Linked DNA regions of Mus musculus: region 1 is linked to region 2. Evidence: chromatin contacts called from public promoter capture Hi-C data. All regions are on one chromosome and are shown on one strand. The core of a region is the stretch at or near the end of the contact, and the rest is flanking DNA. Distances in the headings are between cores, read along the strand shown.

The links. Promoter capture Hi-C pulls out the DNA fragments that hold promoters and counts their contacts.
Region 1: a contact with region 2 is called in a promoter capture Hi-C map of liver, with 2.0 times the contacts expected there. The contact joins two enhancer-like sites. A contact is called at or near these places in 1 of 39 promoter capture datasets (liver) and 1 of 9 other capture datasets (embryonic stem cells).

Annotation. Positions count from the first base shown.
Region 1 is chr16:18,716,240-18,719,947 of GRCm38.p6, forward strand. It overlaps Gm41429 (a long non-coding RNA gene), which reads left to right. Exons shown (of 3, transcript XR_875944.2): 2 at 1,154-1,270; 3 at 1,909-2,755. Among named protein-coding and RNA genes, the nearest start is that of Gm41428, 14 kb to the right of the region's middle. Within about 2 kb of position 2,017, at least 7 of the 459 cell types and tissues checked have an H3K27ac peak or open chromatin away from gene starts, as enhancers often do. A contact at or near this core is called in liver, where this site is marked.
Region 2 is chr16:18,431,428-18,435,249 of GRCm38.p6, forward strand. The region is part of intron 2 of Txnrd2 (thioredoxin reductase 2); the gene reads left to right. Among named protein-coding and RNA genes, the nearest start is that of Comt, 6.6 kb to the left of the region's middle. Within about 2 kb of position 2,309, at least 14 of the 459 cell types and tissues checked have an H3K27ac peak or open chromatin away from gene starts, as enhancers often do. A contact at or near this core is called in liver, where this site is marked.

The DNA of each region.
Region 1 (3,708 bases), core at 767-3,266, 280 kb after region 2:
GAAAAGCCCCAAACATTTACACAGCTACCTTACCTGGGAGGGAAGACACACTCAGGCACACACAGGCATTGATGAAATAGGTAAATTCATACTCAGAATTCTAACCGTGTAATACAGGTAGCAGAGGTATCCAACAGGGGTAGCCTGAGAACCTTTGTCTGATGGGTACCCTCCTGGGTCTTAACAGCTTCTAGACCCACATCTCCGTCCTCATGCTCTTTGACCCTCTCACCTGCTTCAGTCTGTCTATGGTGCTAGGACAGCCACTGTGGTAGAATCTCCAGTCTCACTTTTAAGGGGATCAGGATCTTAGACCCAAGCTGTTGAGTTGGTTTCTGTGCTGGTTTTCTTGCTCACAAATGGGGATGAAATATCTATGCATCTTGTGGATGCTTGTAGGGATGGAAGACCACACAGTAAAATAGAGGCTGAGTCTAGACCTAGGCGTGACTCCACCTAGGTCAGGGGTCAGCTAAACCAGCTTCCTAAGGGGGTCTATGTTGTAAGCCAAAAACAAAGGGGTGTGGAATGCCAGAGTGGTGGGTTCTGGGTGTTGGCAGTTATAGGACACTGGGTGGAGACACTGCTCTACACTGTCATTTGCAGCCCATGTAGATCTCAGAGTTCTCCACTCAGGCAGGAGTCTTGACTTTGCAACAGAAACGCTGTCAAGATGAATCAAAGGGTTGGAGTACAGCAAGAAAATATTTCAGGGGCTGGGGAAATGGCTGAGTGGGCAGAGTACTTGCTGCTTAGGCACAAGAACCTGAGTACGAATCTCCAACACAGGTATAAAAAGCTAGGCATGATTTCACTGGGGTAATCTGACTGTGAGGTGTGGAGACAGGAGGATGGCTGGGACTTGCTGGCTGCCAGCCTAGATTCAAGGTGAGATTCTGCCTCAAGAGAGTGAGGCAGAGAATGAGGGAACCAGGAAGTCCTCCTCTGCCCCCACCCCATATGATTATTGGTGGTTGTTACATGTAAAAGAGCTGCTAAGGAACCTCTTTTTTACTTCAGTGTGTGTGTGTGTGTGTGTGTGTGTGTGTGTGTGTGTGAGCGCGTGCGTGCACACATTGTGACACACAGGTCTCTGGAGGTCAGAGGACAATTTCCAGCAGTTGATATTCTCTCTCCATCATGTGATCCCCAGAGACTGAACACTAGTTTCCAGGCTCAATGGCAAGTACTCTCACCTGATAAATGCCCCCACCCCACCCCACAGCATCAAGTGATATCAGTGGCTGTTTCCTGAGATGCAGTTGATCAGGTAAGACCCATAAAGGAATCATGGTATGTTTTTAGAGCTGGGGGCACAGCTCACTGGTAAAGTGCTTGCCTACTGAACAAAACACTCTGAGTGTGATCTCTAGCCTGGCACAACTGACCAGTGTTATCACAGCTGTGATACTAGCAGCCAGGAGGTGAAGGTGAGAATATTGGAAGTTCAAGGCCATCCTCAGTTACTAGAGAGTTTACCACCAGCCTGGACTCTGTCTTACAAAACCAGAGACAGAAGGAAGTGAGGACAGAAGGAAAGGAGGGAGCAAGCCCTCCTTCAGCATTTCCTAGTGATGATGAAGGGCTTGTGGCAATGGATGGTGAGAAGGACAGCTCACCCACGCCACAAAAAGGGGCTGGGACACAGCTTAGTCACAGAGCATTTGCCTTGCATGCATGGGACTCCAGCTTCCATTTCCAACACCTTGATAACAATATAAACTTGATATGACAGATATTTTAGCATATTCTTTTTAACAAAGGAAAATTTACCTAGGGGAAAAAATAAAATCTGAAGAAGTAGAAAAATAAAAATCTGGGAGCCCTTCCAAGGCCATCCTTGGCTTTTGCTTCCCTAGCCAGGAAATGTGCAAGTTTGATTTGATTTATTCTGTTCCATCTTATCAGCACTTCCAAAGAAGCAGAAACAAGCAATTGTAACTCTCACAGCAACCCGGCAAAGATGAACAGAAGATAAGAGCTGGGGTGGCCTCCAGCACACTTCCTGTTGGCCGGACCTGTAGCAGGGCAAACAGGGAGGCTCCTGCTGTGTCTCAGTGAGACAGGACACAGTCATCCTGGACCTGGACAGGAAAGTGACCCAGTGACCCTTGGAAGTTTAAGTCCAGGTGTTATGGCCCATCTTCCTACCATGTCAAGTCAGACAGCACCTGAGTCCTCCCAGCTGTGCTCCTGAAGGAAGACACGGGCATGCTCTGTTAAGTTTGAGCTTGTGGCACCATGACACTGGACACTCTTTTGCCAAATTGCTACGCTGTTGGATCCCTTTCAGACAGAGCTATTTCAAATAAGAATGCTGAGCTAGAACAACACGAACGACCCGGTGTATAGCCTTGCTCCTTCCCCAGATACGGACCTGGATCTTTCTGGAATCTTACAAACATGATCTCTTCATTTACAGTAACAAAACCAAACGAACACCTTAACTTTTCCTGCAACCTGTGACCCAGGGCTTTACTCCAGCTGTGATCACATCTGTTCTATGAACTACTTTATATCATCCAAGGTAGACTATACACAAGACTATTGTAAAGACACTGAAACGTGACTCTCTGGAGAAGTCCACACACTCACCCCGGGTGTGTTTGAACCTTTCCTGAAGTGTCTCTATTAACCTCTGTATTAAAATCTAGGCTAAGGTCTCTTCTCAAAAACTCCACCTCAGCCTCGTACTGACTTGTCTTGAAATTGTTTTGGGACTGGAGAGATGGCCCAGTGGTTAAGAGCACTAAGTGCTCTTCCGAAGGTCCTGAGTACAAATCCTAGAAACCACATGGTGGCTCACAACCATCTGTAACAAGATCTGATGTCCTCTTCTGGCGTGTCTGAAGACAGCTACAGTGTACTTACATATGATAAATAAATAAATCTTTAAAAAAATTTTTTTTCTTTGTCAAAGTCAAGGATCCTGGCTTCAACTAAGTGTACATCTCTGAAAAGAACTCAGGCTCGAGAAAAGTAGACACAGGGTCCCATCCCTAACTAAGAAGCTATTTGCAGTAGATACCTACTTGAAAAGGGGAAAATAACTTTTTTTAAACGGGTTGTAGGGCTGGAGAGATGGCTCAGGGGTTAAGAATACTAGCAGCTTTTCCAGAGGTTCTGAGTTCAATTCCCAGCAGCCACATGGTGGCTCACAACCATTTGTAACGAGATCAGATGCCCTCTTCTGTTTCTGAAGACAGTGACAATGTGCTCGTATACATAAAATAAAATAAAATAAAATAAAATAAAATAAAATAAATCTTTTTAAAAAGAATGGAGTGTAGGCTCCATGGCCAGGAGTAGTTGGCCAATACAATTAACTCTATGGTGTGAGTGTGTGTGTAAAATTTCATTTTGTTTTGGCATTTATTATTGTCTCATTTATTTGTTTGTTTGTTACTTTCTTGCTTTTATTTGTGTTTTTGTGTTTCTTTAGTGTTGAGAGAGAGGGAGGGAGAGAGGGAGAGAGAGAGAGAGGAGAAAGTTTGGTGGGTAGGGAGGGGTAGGATTCAAAAGGAGTAAAAAACTTTTAAAATTTTTGGTAGATATATGGTTATAGACATATATTGATACATAAAGAAATGAGTCTGAAAACACTCACCCCAAAGTGCTAAAGGCTTATTGTATTAGACTATATTCGATTTTCATTTATTCTTTTTTTCTTAGTTGTTTTTTTGAGACAGGGTCTCACTGTACAGCTCT
Region 2 (3,822 bases), core at 1,059-3,558:
TTGTTCTCTCCCCCACCCCCATCTCTTTATTTATTTTTCTTCCCCCTCCCCACTTGCTCCAGGCCCCTCTTGCTCCAGCCCCATTTGCTCTGGCCCATAGTTTTTTTGTTTTTTGTTTTGTTTCTCATTAGGAATGGTTGTGAGCCACCATGTGGTTGCTGGGATTTGAACTCATGACCTCTGGAAGGCCGGTCAGTGCTCTTAACCACTGAAACATCTCACCAGCCTTTTTTTTTTTTTTTTTTTTAAGATTTTTGGTTTGGTTTGGTTTGGTTTGGTTTTGGTTTTTTCGAGACAGGGTTTCTCTGTGTAGCCCTGGCTGTCCTAGAACTCACTCTATAGACCAGGCTGGCCTCGAACTCAGAAATCCTCCTGCCTCTGCCTCCCAAGTGCTGGGATTAAAGGTGCGCACCACCACCACTGCCTGGCTTCATCAGCCTTTTTTCTCTTTATTTATCAAGAATCTTTTTTGAGATGTTGGAAGATGTTGGAAAGCTGGCTCCATGCTGAAAAGCACTGGCTGCTGTTGCAGAGGACCTGGATTTGGTTCCCAGCACCTGTCAGGCAGCTTGCAACTCTCTGTAACTCTAGTCACAAGGGATTCAGTATCCTCTTCTAGCCATGAGGTGCACACACATACACATAGAACAATTATATATATATATATATATTTTTTTTTTTTTTTCTGTCCCCGGATGTGGAGCCTGGTCTACAGAGCAAGTTCCAGGACAGCCAGGTGTAGTAGTGCACACTTTTAATCCCAGCACTCGGGAAGCAGAGGCAGCTATATCTTTGTGAATTAAAGACCAATCTAGCCTACATAGTGAGTTCAGAGGCAACCAGAACTACAAACTACATAATAGAGAGACTGTATTTTTAAAAAAACCCACAAATAAAGATAAAAATAAAATTGTTTTGAGACAGAGTTCAATTATGTAGCTCAGGCTGACCCCAGATTCTCAGTCCTTCCGCCCACACCTCTCAAGTGCTTTGGTTTCAGGCAATCACCTCATTGTTTTGTTTTTTATTCTTCTCTCGTATATTGCATTCTGGCTGCAGTTTCCCCTCCCCTCCCCCAGCATCCCCGACTCCACCCACTTACAGTTTTTAGTGTGTAAATTTCTAGCTTGTTTCCTATTGCCATGCTAAGACATCTAACCAAAAGCCACTTAGCAGGTGGGGGTGGAGAGATGGCTCAGCGGTTAGGAGCACTGACTGGTCCTGAGTTCAAATCCCAGCAACCACATGGTGTCTCACAACCATCTGTAATAAGATCTGATGCCCTCTTCTGGTGTGTCTGAAGACAGCTACAGTGTACTCACATAAAATAGATAATTAATTTAGAAAACAAAACAAAAGCCACTTGGGGCTGGCTTGTGCTTCCTTGTTAACCTTCATCACTGAGGACAGGAGGTCAAGGCAGGAACCTGGAGGCAGGAAGTAGAACAGAGCCGTTGAGGAACATTGCTTACTTGGTGACTCCCCTGGCTTTCTTTTATTTTAAATTTTTATTTATTTATATATTTTTTCGAGACAGGGTTTCTCTGTGTAGCCTTGGCTGTCCTGGAACTCACTCTGTAGACCAGGCTGGCCTCGAACTCAGAAATCCACCTGCCTCTGCCTCCCAAATGCTGGGATTAAAGGCATGCACCACCACGCCCAGCTTTGTTGTTTTTTTTTTTTTTGTTTGGTTGGTTGTTTTCCTGGTTTTTATAAGAAACCATTAGACCTCCTGGCTAGGGATGACACCACCCACAGTGGGCTGGTCCCTTCCATATCAATTACTAATCAATAAAATACCCTCACAGACTTGTGAAAATACCCTACAGGCCAGTCTGATGGAGGCATTTTCTCAATTGAGGTTCCCTCTTCCCAGCTTTTATAAAGTTGACAAAAGCTAACCAGTATAATTGATGCTTTGTCATTCTGATACATGAAGATATCACTATTAAGCCATAAACTTCCCTTCTCTGTTTATCTCCAAGATCACAGGTTAATATCACAAGGTCAAAATCAATACAGAGTTAAAAGCTCCACAGTCTTTAAAAATGCCAATACTTTAAAAGTCCAAGTTCTTTTTAAAAAATCCAATAATTCTTTGAAAGTTCAAAGTCTTTCAACTTTAGGCTCCTGTAAAATGAAAGTTACATACTCATTCCAAGAGGGAGGAACCAGGGCACAGTTACAATTAGATCAAAGCAAAACCGACATCAAGCAGTATAAATTAAATCCTGTAGCTCATTGCCCAAGGTCTGCTCACTCATGATCTTTGGACTCCAAAGGCCTTACACAGCTCCACCTCTCCATCTCTGCCCTCCACAGCACACATAGGCCTTCTCGTAGGCGCTGGCCAGCTCCACATCACAGTTGCGTTGTCCTTGCTGGTCATCCTGTGGTCCTGGCATCTCCAGTATGCTAAGGCATTCACTACAAGTGAGGCTGACCCTCACTAATGGTCTCCTGGTTTCTCTGCAGAGACGCTGACCCTGCCACATGGTGCCAAGGCTCAACTTCTCCCCATGACTCCTTCAGTCCTGCAGCTTACATATCCCCCAAACCAGTACTCTGTGGCCTACTCTTATACATTACCAAGTTTGGCTGCCAGTTTGAGATGTAGCCTTGAACCCTCTGGACTATAGCCTCCTGGAAGAGTTTTGCTGGTTAATGGTTTCTTTTTTTTGTTTTGTTTTGTTTTGGTTTTTTGTTGTTTTGGTTTTTCGAGACAGGGTTTCTCTGTATAGCCCTGGCTGTCCTGGAACTCACTCTGTAGACCAGGCTGGCTTCGAACTCAGAAATCTGCCTGCCTCTGCCTCCCGAGTGCTGGGATTAAAGGCGTGCGCCACCACGCCCCGCTTTTTTTTTTGTTTTGTTTTTGTTTTTGTTTTTGTTTTTTCGAGACAGGGATTCTCTGTGTAGCCCTGGCTGTCCTGGAACTCACTCTGTAGACCATGGTGTAGGTTTCTTAATTGACGCTAATTTCTCAGCTTCAGCTGACCAGTGTCCCAAAGGTTTCACTTCAGCAGGGCTAGTCTCTCTCTTTTTTTTTTTTAATTTATTTATTATATGTTAAGTACACTGCAGCTGTCTTCAGACACTTTTTTTTTCCTTCTCACTCTGGCCCCATTGCCTTGCTGTAGCTGTCTTCAGACACCCCAGAAGAGGGTATCAGATCTCATAACAGATGGTTGTGAGCCATCATGTGGTTGCTGGGATTCGAACTCATGACCTTCGGAAGAGCAATCGGGGCTCTTAACTGCTGAGCCATCTCTCCAGTCCCCAGGGCTAGTGTCTTAGTCAAAGCTGATGCTTCATCTCCAGCTGACCAGAAACCATAGTCTTAATTCAAATATACCACAAGAATAACCCCACTAGTTGTCCTTCTGAAACGTCACAGACCAGGCCTCCATCATCTGCATTTCTCTCCATGTTCTCCTTCCAAGCCTCCACAGAACAGCCATGTAAGCTCTGAGCACTCAATGGCTTTTCTAGCCTAAAGCTTCAAACGCTGCCACAGTCCTCCCAAAACAACGTGGTTAGGCCCTCACAGCAACACCTCATAGCCCTCATGTTGACCTCTGTCTCCAGTTTGCTTTCTGTTGCTGTAAAACGTTCTGATCAAAAGGAACTTGGGAAGAGAAGGCTTTATTTGACTCACACTTCCAAGCCGCTGTCCATCATTAAGGAAGTCAGGGCAGGAGCTCAAGGCAGGAACCTGGAGGCAGGAACTGAAGCAGAGGCTGCTGAAGTGCTGCTTCCTGGAGCGCTTCCCTGGGCCGGCTCACTTTGCTTTTTTATTTTTTTCCACTTAAAGATTTATTTATT